2 separate regions of the Mus musculus genome follow, and region 1 is linked to region 2. A link is a contact called in public HiChIP or PLAC-seq data. All regions are on one chromosome and are shown on one strand. The core of a region is the stretch at or near the end of the contact, and the rest is flanking DNA. Distances in the headings are between cores, read along the strand shown.

The links. HiChIP or PLAC-seq counts read pairs in DNA pulled down with a chosen protein or histone mark.
Region 1: an H3K27ac HiChIP or PLAC-seq map of embryonic stem cells shows a contact between it and region 2, with 10 read pairs. The contact joins the enhancer-like site here to the promoter of Cbr3 in region 2. A contact is called at or near these places in 2 of 39 promoter capture datasets (embryonic stem cells and frontonasal cranial neural crest), 3 of 484 Hi-C or Micro-C datasets (bone marrow-derived macrophages and embryonic stem cells), 15 of 115 datasets of contacts at active chromatin or transcription factors (the HPC-7 cell line, the SCID.adh cell line, effector CD8 T cells and 6 more) and 4 of 9 other capture datasets (adipose tissue, embryonic tail, liver and 1 more).

What each region holds. Positions count from the first base shown.
Region 1 is chr16:93,814,826-93,818,210 of GRCm38.p6, reverse strand. The region is part of intron 1 of Gm30881 (a long non-coding RNA gene); the gene reads left to right. Among named protein-coding and RNA genes, the nearest start is that of Morc3, 16 kb to the left of the region's middle. Within about 2 kb of position 1,665, at least 237 of the 459 cell types and tissues checked have an H3K27ac peak or open chromatin away from gene starts, as enhancers often do. A contact at or near this core is called in the HPC-7 cell line, the SCID.adh cell line, adipose tissue and 6 more, where this site is marked.
Region 2 is chr16:93,681,520-93,684,792 of GRCm38.p6, reverse strand. Cbr3 (carbonyl reductase 3) reads right to left here and starts at 1,574. Exons shown (of 3, transcript NM_173047.3): 1 at 1,180-1,574. The coding sequence starts at 1,468.

The sequences.
Region 1 (3,385 bases), core at 416-2,915, 130 kb before region 2:
GAGAACATACACACTCCTTTTTATTTTTTTAAGATGTATTTATTTTATTTGTATGAGTACACTGTAGCTGTCTTCAGAAACACTAGAAGAGGGCATTGGGTCCTATTACAGATTTTTTTTGTTTTTTTGTTTTTTTGTTTTTTTTTTTTTCCCTCACTGTAGAGAAGAACGTTAGGACAAGCAATATGAAGCAGAGTTGCAGTTTATGACACAGATTAAGCACGGGGGTTAATACAAAGAGAGGCACTCTGGGAAAGTCTAATACAACTGTGGTGGATGGGCTTCTCAAGGGAGAGTCGCATCTGTGGACCCTGTGGCTCTCTCAGTTACATTGTCCCCCCCACCCTTGTCGTCCCCCGTCATCGTGCCCCCCCCGCCCCCCCCCCCCTGCCAAGACAGGGTTTCTCTGTATAGCCCTGGCTGTCCTGGAACTCACTTTGTAGACCAGGCTGGCCTCGAACTCAGAAATCCACCTGCCTCTGCCTCTGCCTCCCAAGTGCTGGAATTAAAAGCATGTGCCACCACGCCCCGGCCAGTTACATTGTTTAAAGAGCATAATTTACTACCCATCTGAAAAAGGTTAAACAAAGCTTAAACCTTAAGAAAAAGCTTTGTGCTTGTTGACTTGATTTCCTTCTGACTTTCCTTTTGTGAACGGAACTGTTCCCATGGCTCCTGGAAGTGTGTAGCTAGGTTTTAGACACAGTATCAACAGGTTGAAACTCAGGGTTACAAATCTTCTGACCCCAAGTGAGCACAGTATGGATGTAAGAAGAAACGAGAATGGAAAGAATGTGATTGCTCCTATGTATGGTAGAGGAGGAGGTTTATCATCATCATCATCATCCATTATTATTATCACTGAGGTAGGGTTTCTCTGTGTAGCCCTGGCTGTCTTAGAACTCACTCTGTAGACCAGGCTGTTCTCAAACTTTCAGAGATCTGCTTGTCTCTGCCTTCCGAGGGCTGGGATTAAAAGTCTGCTCCACAACGCCCGGCAGGAGAAGGTTTATTACAGATAAAAGGGACGGCATAATCAGAGGCAGGGACTTCCGGAAGAGCCTAGAGTGGACACCTGATTCTGAGCCATGTGAGAGGAGGGAGGACTCAGGAAGGGAGAGGAGAGAGAAGGGAGCCGGCTGTAATATCCAGGATGTCCAAAAGAGGAGCAGTAACCAAGATGGTTGGATTCTCTAGGGATGAGCAGCAGCCCAGTCAGCTGGACTAGAGAAGTTTAGGGGAGGGGGGAGGGCATGCAGACCAAAGGATTCTGGGAGAACCTGGGAGCCAAGTTCACTTTGATATGTTAAGAAGGCATCTCAAGCGTTTGTTTTTGCTATGTGTGAGCTGTCTTTAGGAACATATATTATCTCTGCAGATATGTGGCTTTTTACCAGTGGCATTGAGTGGTATTCCTTGACACTCATCAAGGAAGGCAACTGGCTCCCAGGTTCAGTGGATTGGCCCCATTCTACTTCATTTCCTTCTGTGCCTTCCTCCTCCTCTATGCTGTGGCCCCAGCTTTGGCGGGTTTCCAGGAAGTCAGAGATGGGTGGTGTGGCCCAAGAAACCAGAACAAACCAGCTTTCGCTGTAGCTGTAGCGGATGCCTCTTTCCTGTTCCGCTTTCTCGGAGCTGAGGTTGAGAGTGCAGAGTTCTAAAGTCTGAGAGAGTTTGGTTTCAGTTCCTGGCTCTGCTCTGAGCCTTGGCTCTGCTGCCTTAGAAATGCTAACAGGACAGTAAGAATCGAAACCTTGCAAGTGAGGCGGGCCCGGTAGGAGGGATCTCTTCATGCCTGCACACACAGCCTTCACTCACACCAACACCCTTGAAGGTCTTTGTCTCCTAAACGCTGGCCTGTTAGAAGAATACCAAGAGTGTTGCTATTTGTGCCTGTTACCCTCGGCCAGCACCGCCCCTGCCAAAACACTGCTTGTCTCAGTGTAGTGGTTCTTTGGGTCAATTTCACCACTTCTGGGAGGAATTGAACTGGCTTCAATGTGGGTATTGAAACTCGTTCATTAGGAAGAAAGAAAATATCAACCCGAGGCACCGAGAGCCTGGAGATGTGGCTGGGTTGGCAGAGGGCTGGCTTAGCCCTGGGTTTGAGCTCCTTCCTATACAGAGTGGTCATGAGAATCATCGCACACAGCTGTGATCATCACATGTAAAAGGTGGAGGCAGGAAGATAGATGACTCCGTACCAAAAACAAAACAAAACAGACAAAACAAAACCTAGAAGCTGAGGTATGGACGTCTGCCAGGACAGAGCATGCTGTGAAAGCCAATCAAGCTCAGTTAGCCCGAGCCCTCACGCCACCCTTCAGGCCTTTGCCGCAGGGAACATCTGCATGCACATCTTCTTTGTGATGCCTTTTAAAAAAATTTCCCCTTGGATAAGTTTATGTAGGAGGAACCGGTAATAAATATAGATTAAGTAGTATGTGTTTGCAGAAATCGGTAAAGCTCTTTTAGATACCTGTTAGGTCACAGGTCCTCCATTTGTTTAGAAATCAGCTCAAACTAGACTATAGGGTTTGTGGTGGTTAGAAAAAAGCCAGCCAGCATTTCTCTGGAACTTGTGAAATGGGCTTTCCATCCCCCCCCCCCCCCGCCCCCAAGAGGCCCTCCCCAAGCTGTGCACTCCCTTGTCTTTACAGCCCTATGCTTGGTCCTCCCTGAGGTCTTACAGCCCCCTCCCCACTCCCCGCCCCTCACACCTTTCTCTCCTCTAGACACTTCCAAATGCCTCTGGATTGTCCCCCCCCCCCCCAAAAAAAAACCCACAAAACAAAACACACCTTTCCCCTAATGGAGCAGTCATGTTGGCAGTTTCTTTACTGCACCCCATTGCATAGCATATGATATCAAGAAGAGAAAAGGTGCTTGTCTTACTTAGGATTTCTATTGTTAGGATGAAATGTCATGACCAAAAAGCAAGTTGAGAAAGAAAGTGTTTATCTGGCTCACGATTCCATATCACTGCTCATCATCAAAGCAAGTCAAGGACCAGAATTCAAACTGGGCAGGAGCTGACTGCCTGGGGCGGAGGCTGACGAGGGCTGGGGGCTGACGGGGACCGGGCTGACGGAGTCAGAGGACACGGAGGGTGCTGCTCACTGGCTTGCTCCTCATGGATTGCTCGGCTCTGCTTTTTTGCTGGGCCCTCCTCCATCAATTGCTAATTGAGAAAATACCCTACAGCTAGATTTTTTTTTTTTTTGGAATTATTTATTTTATATATGTGAGTGCACTGTAGCTGTCTTCAGACACACCAGAAGATGGCTTTGGATCCCATCACAGATGAACTCAGCGCTCTTAACCGCTGAGCCATGCCTCCAGCACCTACAGCTAGATCTTGTTAAGGTATTTCCTCCTCTCAGAT
Region 2 (3,273 bases), core at 325-2,824:
AGAGCATAAGGAAAGAACTTTCTGGTCCACACCTCAAGTTTCTCATCAGCCACGCTCATGTCGCGTCTCAAGAACACTCAGTTTTGATCTTCCTGTCTCAAGCTTGAATAGGGTTCCTGGAGGTTGGGAAAAGATGCTCTGGTGAGGCTGGTGTAAGACCTCAGCTTGTGTGGTGGGGCAGCTGCTGCTCAGATTTGCATACACATGGCCCACATTTAAGTATGAACCTCCAGGGCCATAATTCACCAAACCTTCCATCCGACAACGCTGAGAGTGGCTGAGGTGGTGAGCTCGCCCCTCCCCTTCCCCAAAGCCCACATGCCAGAGTTTGGAAGTGCGGGTACAAGGGTGTCTTGGCTCTCACGCAAGGCGCCTATGGGTGTCCAGGGCCAACTGGAGAGTTTTCGGCTGCACAATAGTCTCCCTCCCTCGTTAGTCTCCGGCTCTCTCAGCATTTTCAGTGAAGCTGGAATGTTTGTTTCAGTTCCAGCACATGGCAACTGGATAATTTTGCTAATTGGACATTTGTTAGAGTAAGCGATCTTGTTTTGTTTTTTTGGGTTTTTTTTCCCCTAAAGGAAGATGATTTCCAAACCGCACTTGCAAGTTTAATAACAAACCTAGTTCCCCGAGGAGGAGGGAAGCAGAGCTCGCTTCCTTTTTGCCAGAGCCTCTCAAAACGCTCCATTAAAGCGGGTAGGAAACCCACTATCGTGCCAGGGCGCTAATTGTGTCCGGGCGACCCATTTCCTGTCCTCAGCAGATATCTACTGGCATCTATGAATTCGCCCTTGTTTCACGCGAAGCGAAAGCTCCAACCCTATTTTTTTGGAAGACCCTTCTCTGAGAAAAGCCTTCGTGCGTGGGACAGAAAGCTGATGAGCTTGACAAGGCGTGGTCCCCTCCCAAGAGACCGGTTTTCTTCCAAACAGGCGCAGCTGAAAGTTCCAAGGAGGGCCTCCGGCGGAGCACAGGCCCGCACAGGCCGCCGGCCGGGTCGGGCATGGAGTGGGGTGCCTGGGCGGGCCCGCACCCGAGTCACCGCACGGGGGAACTCGCCACGCAGAGCGCGAGCCGGGTGCACCCAGGCGGGATGGCGCAGCCTCCGGATCCCAGAGGCTCACTGCCCAGCACCCTCGGAAAACCCCGGGACACCTCCTCCTGGAGCCCCACACCTACTTCTAAAGGCGATGCCCGCGTTGTTGACCAGCACGTTAAGTCCCCCGTACTCCTTGCGCAGAAAGTCGCGCAGCGCACGGATGCTCTGCGGGTCGTCGATGTCCAGCTGGTGGAAGCGTGGGCTCAGGCCCTCCGCCTGCAGCTGCTGCACCGCCGCGCGGCCCCGCGCCTCGTCCCGCGCCGTGAGCACCACGTCCCCGGAGAATTTCCGACACAGGTCACGCGTGATCGCAAAGCCGATGCCTTTGTTAGCCCCAGTTACCAGGGCCACGCGGCTGCAGGACGACATGTCAGAGGGACACACGGACCACCTGATGGCCGGGCCGGCTGGGCAGCGGGTCACGCGTGGTCAAAACCGTGGCGTAGGACTAGATTCTGGGACCCGGCGCTGCGACTGCTAGAGAGCAAGGCCTTGAGAAGCCTGTCCCTCCCCTCTGAGGAGGAGCCGTCTGTTCCCGAAGGGTCCGCCTCCTCCCGCTCGCCTGCCCGCCCGCCCGCCGGCCAGTGTAGAGATCCTGGTTCCGAGCTAAGCAGTGGTCAGGGACAAGCGCTGCTCCCAAAGGAAGGGGTCAGCAGGACTCGTGGCAGTCGGATTGAAACAACTATTTTGGGGAAACTTCAAAAGGAGGAAAACAAATGCTCCGTAATTTTCTTGGGCGAGAACCCGTCGTTCTCTGCAGAATGCAAATGTTTGCTTCTGCGGAACTCGCTCTGAGATTACTTAACACACCCCGCGGTTTGCTCAGGGACTTCAGGGAACAGTGCCTGGGAGTAGACTGAACAGGTGTGGGCGAGCCCTCGCGGCTGGAGGTCTCGGTGCGCCCCCACGTGGGAGAGAAGGCTCATGTTTATCGAACTGTTTTGAGTAGTACGGGAGTCCTCAGTGCCGGTCTTTGGTTTATTCCAAGTGTACTGGGTATGCAGATAGATCTGCATTGGTCTCAGTCTATGCGAGTCATCTCCCAAGGAGATGCTGAACCTACGAACAAAATTCCAGGCGTGTCTAAGTGTGGGCACGCAATCAGACCTCCTCCCTTCTTGGGTGGAATCGAGTCTGTGCTGATCCTACTTGGCTAGGGATTGTGAGGTTGAAGGACAATTAAGTCCTCACTCACAGTGATTCAGCGTTTCCCGAGCTGATCCGGCCAAACTGCCTTAGCCTCTTATTACGGACTCCACCTTCTGTTTCAAATGAGGTGAGGAAGGTGAGCTCTGTGGGGGCCTAGCCTGCCTGTGATGTTAACTTGAGAGGATCTAGGAGACAGACCTCTCTCTCAGCCTGTCTCTGAGGGAGTTTCTCAGTTAGGCTGACTGGGGTAGGAGGCCCACCCTAAGCTCAGTACCGTTCCAGGGACTGGGATGCTGGACTGAATGAAACGGAGAAAGTGAGCTGGGCCAAGGCTGTGGAGCTGGCTCCGTGGGTGAAGGTTATGAGGACTAGAGTTCAAATCCCCGCTCCACACAACGTGGGGCAGTGTGGCTGCTGTGTGACCCCAGAAGCAGGATTTCCGGAGGCGAGCTGATTAGCCAAGTCTGCAAGGTCTGGTTCAAGTGAGAGACCCTGCCTCAAAGAATCAGGAAGAGATGAATAGCAGAAGACATTTGTCAACCTCTGACCTCTGCATACACGGGAACCCCGCCCCCTTCCTCCCAACCCCCACACACAGTTTGACCATCTGTCTTATGCTCATGTGGTTAGGACCCCACAGTGTTGGACTCTCGAACTGTGAGCCAGGATAAACCCGCTCTTAAATCGCTTTTTCTTTGGTTATGTGATCAAGGCAGCAATGGGAGTAACATTTACAGAGTCCGGGACAACTTTTTCTGCTTTCTCTCCTAAAGACCAGTGGGGAGTTCAGAGTGTAGTTCGGTGATGGAGCACTTGCCTAGCATATCCTTGTGAATGAGAATTCCTGAGAAGAAGTTGTGCCTGGCTGTCTACAAGACTCCTGGAAGGAGTTCTGTGCCTGAAGAGACTGAAGGACAGGCTGCTGTGGGGAGACTGGGATTCTGCAGGTTCAGAGGTTAAGTATCTTGGACTAGGTTTAGCTTCTGGAACAACTTCTCCTTGTCAAATCTGAGCCAACATCTCGT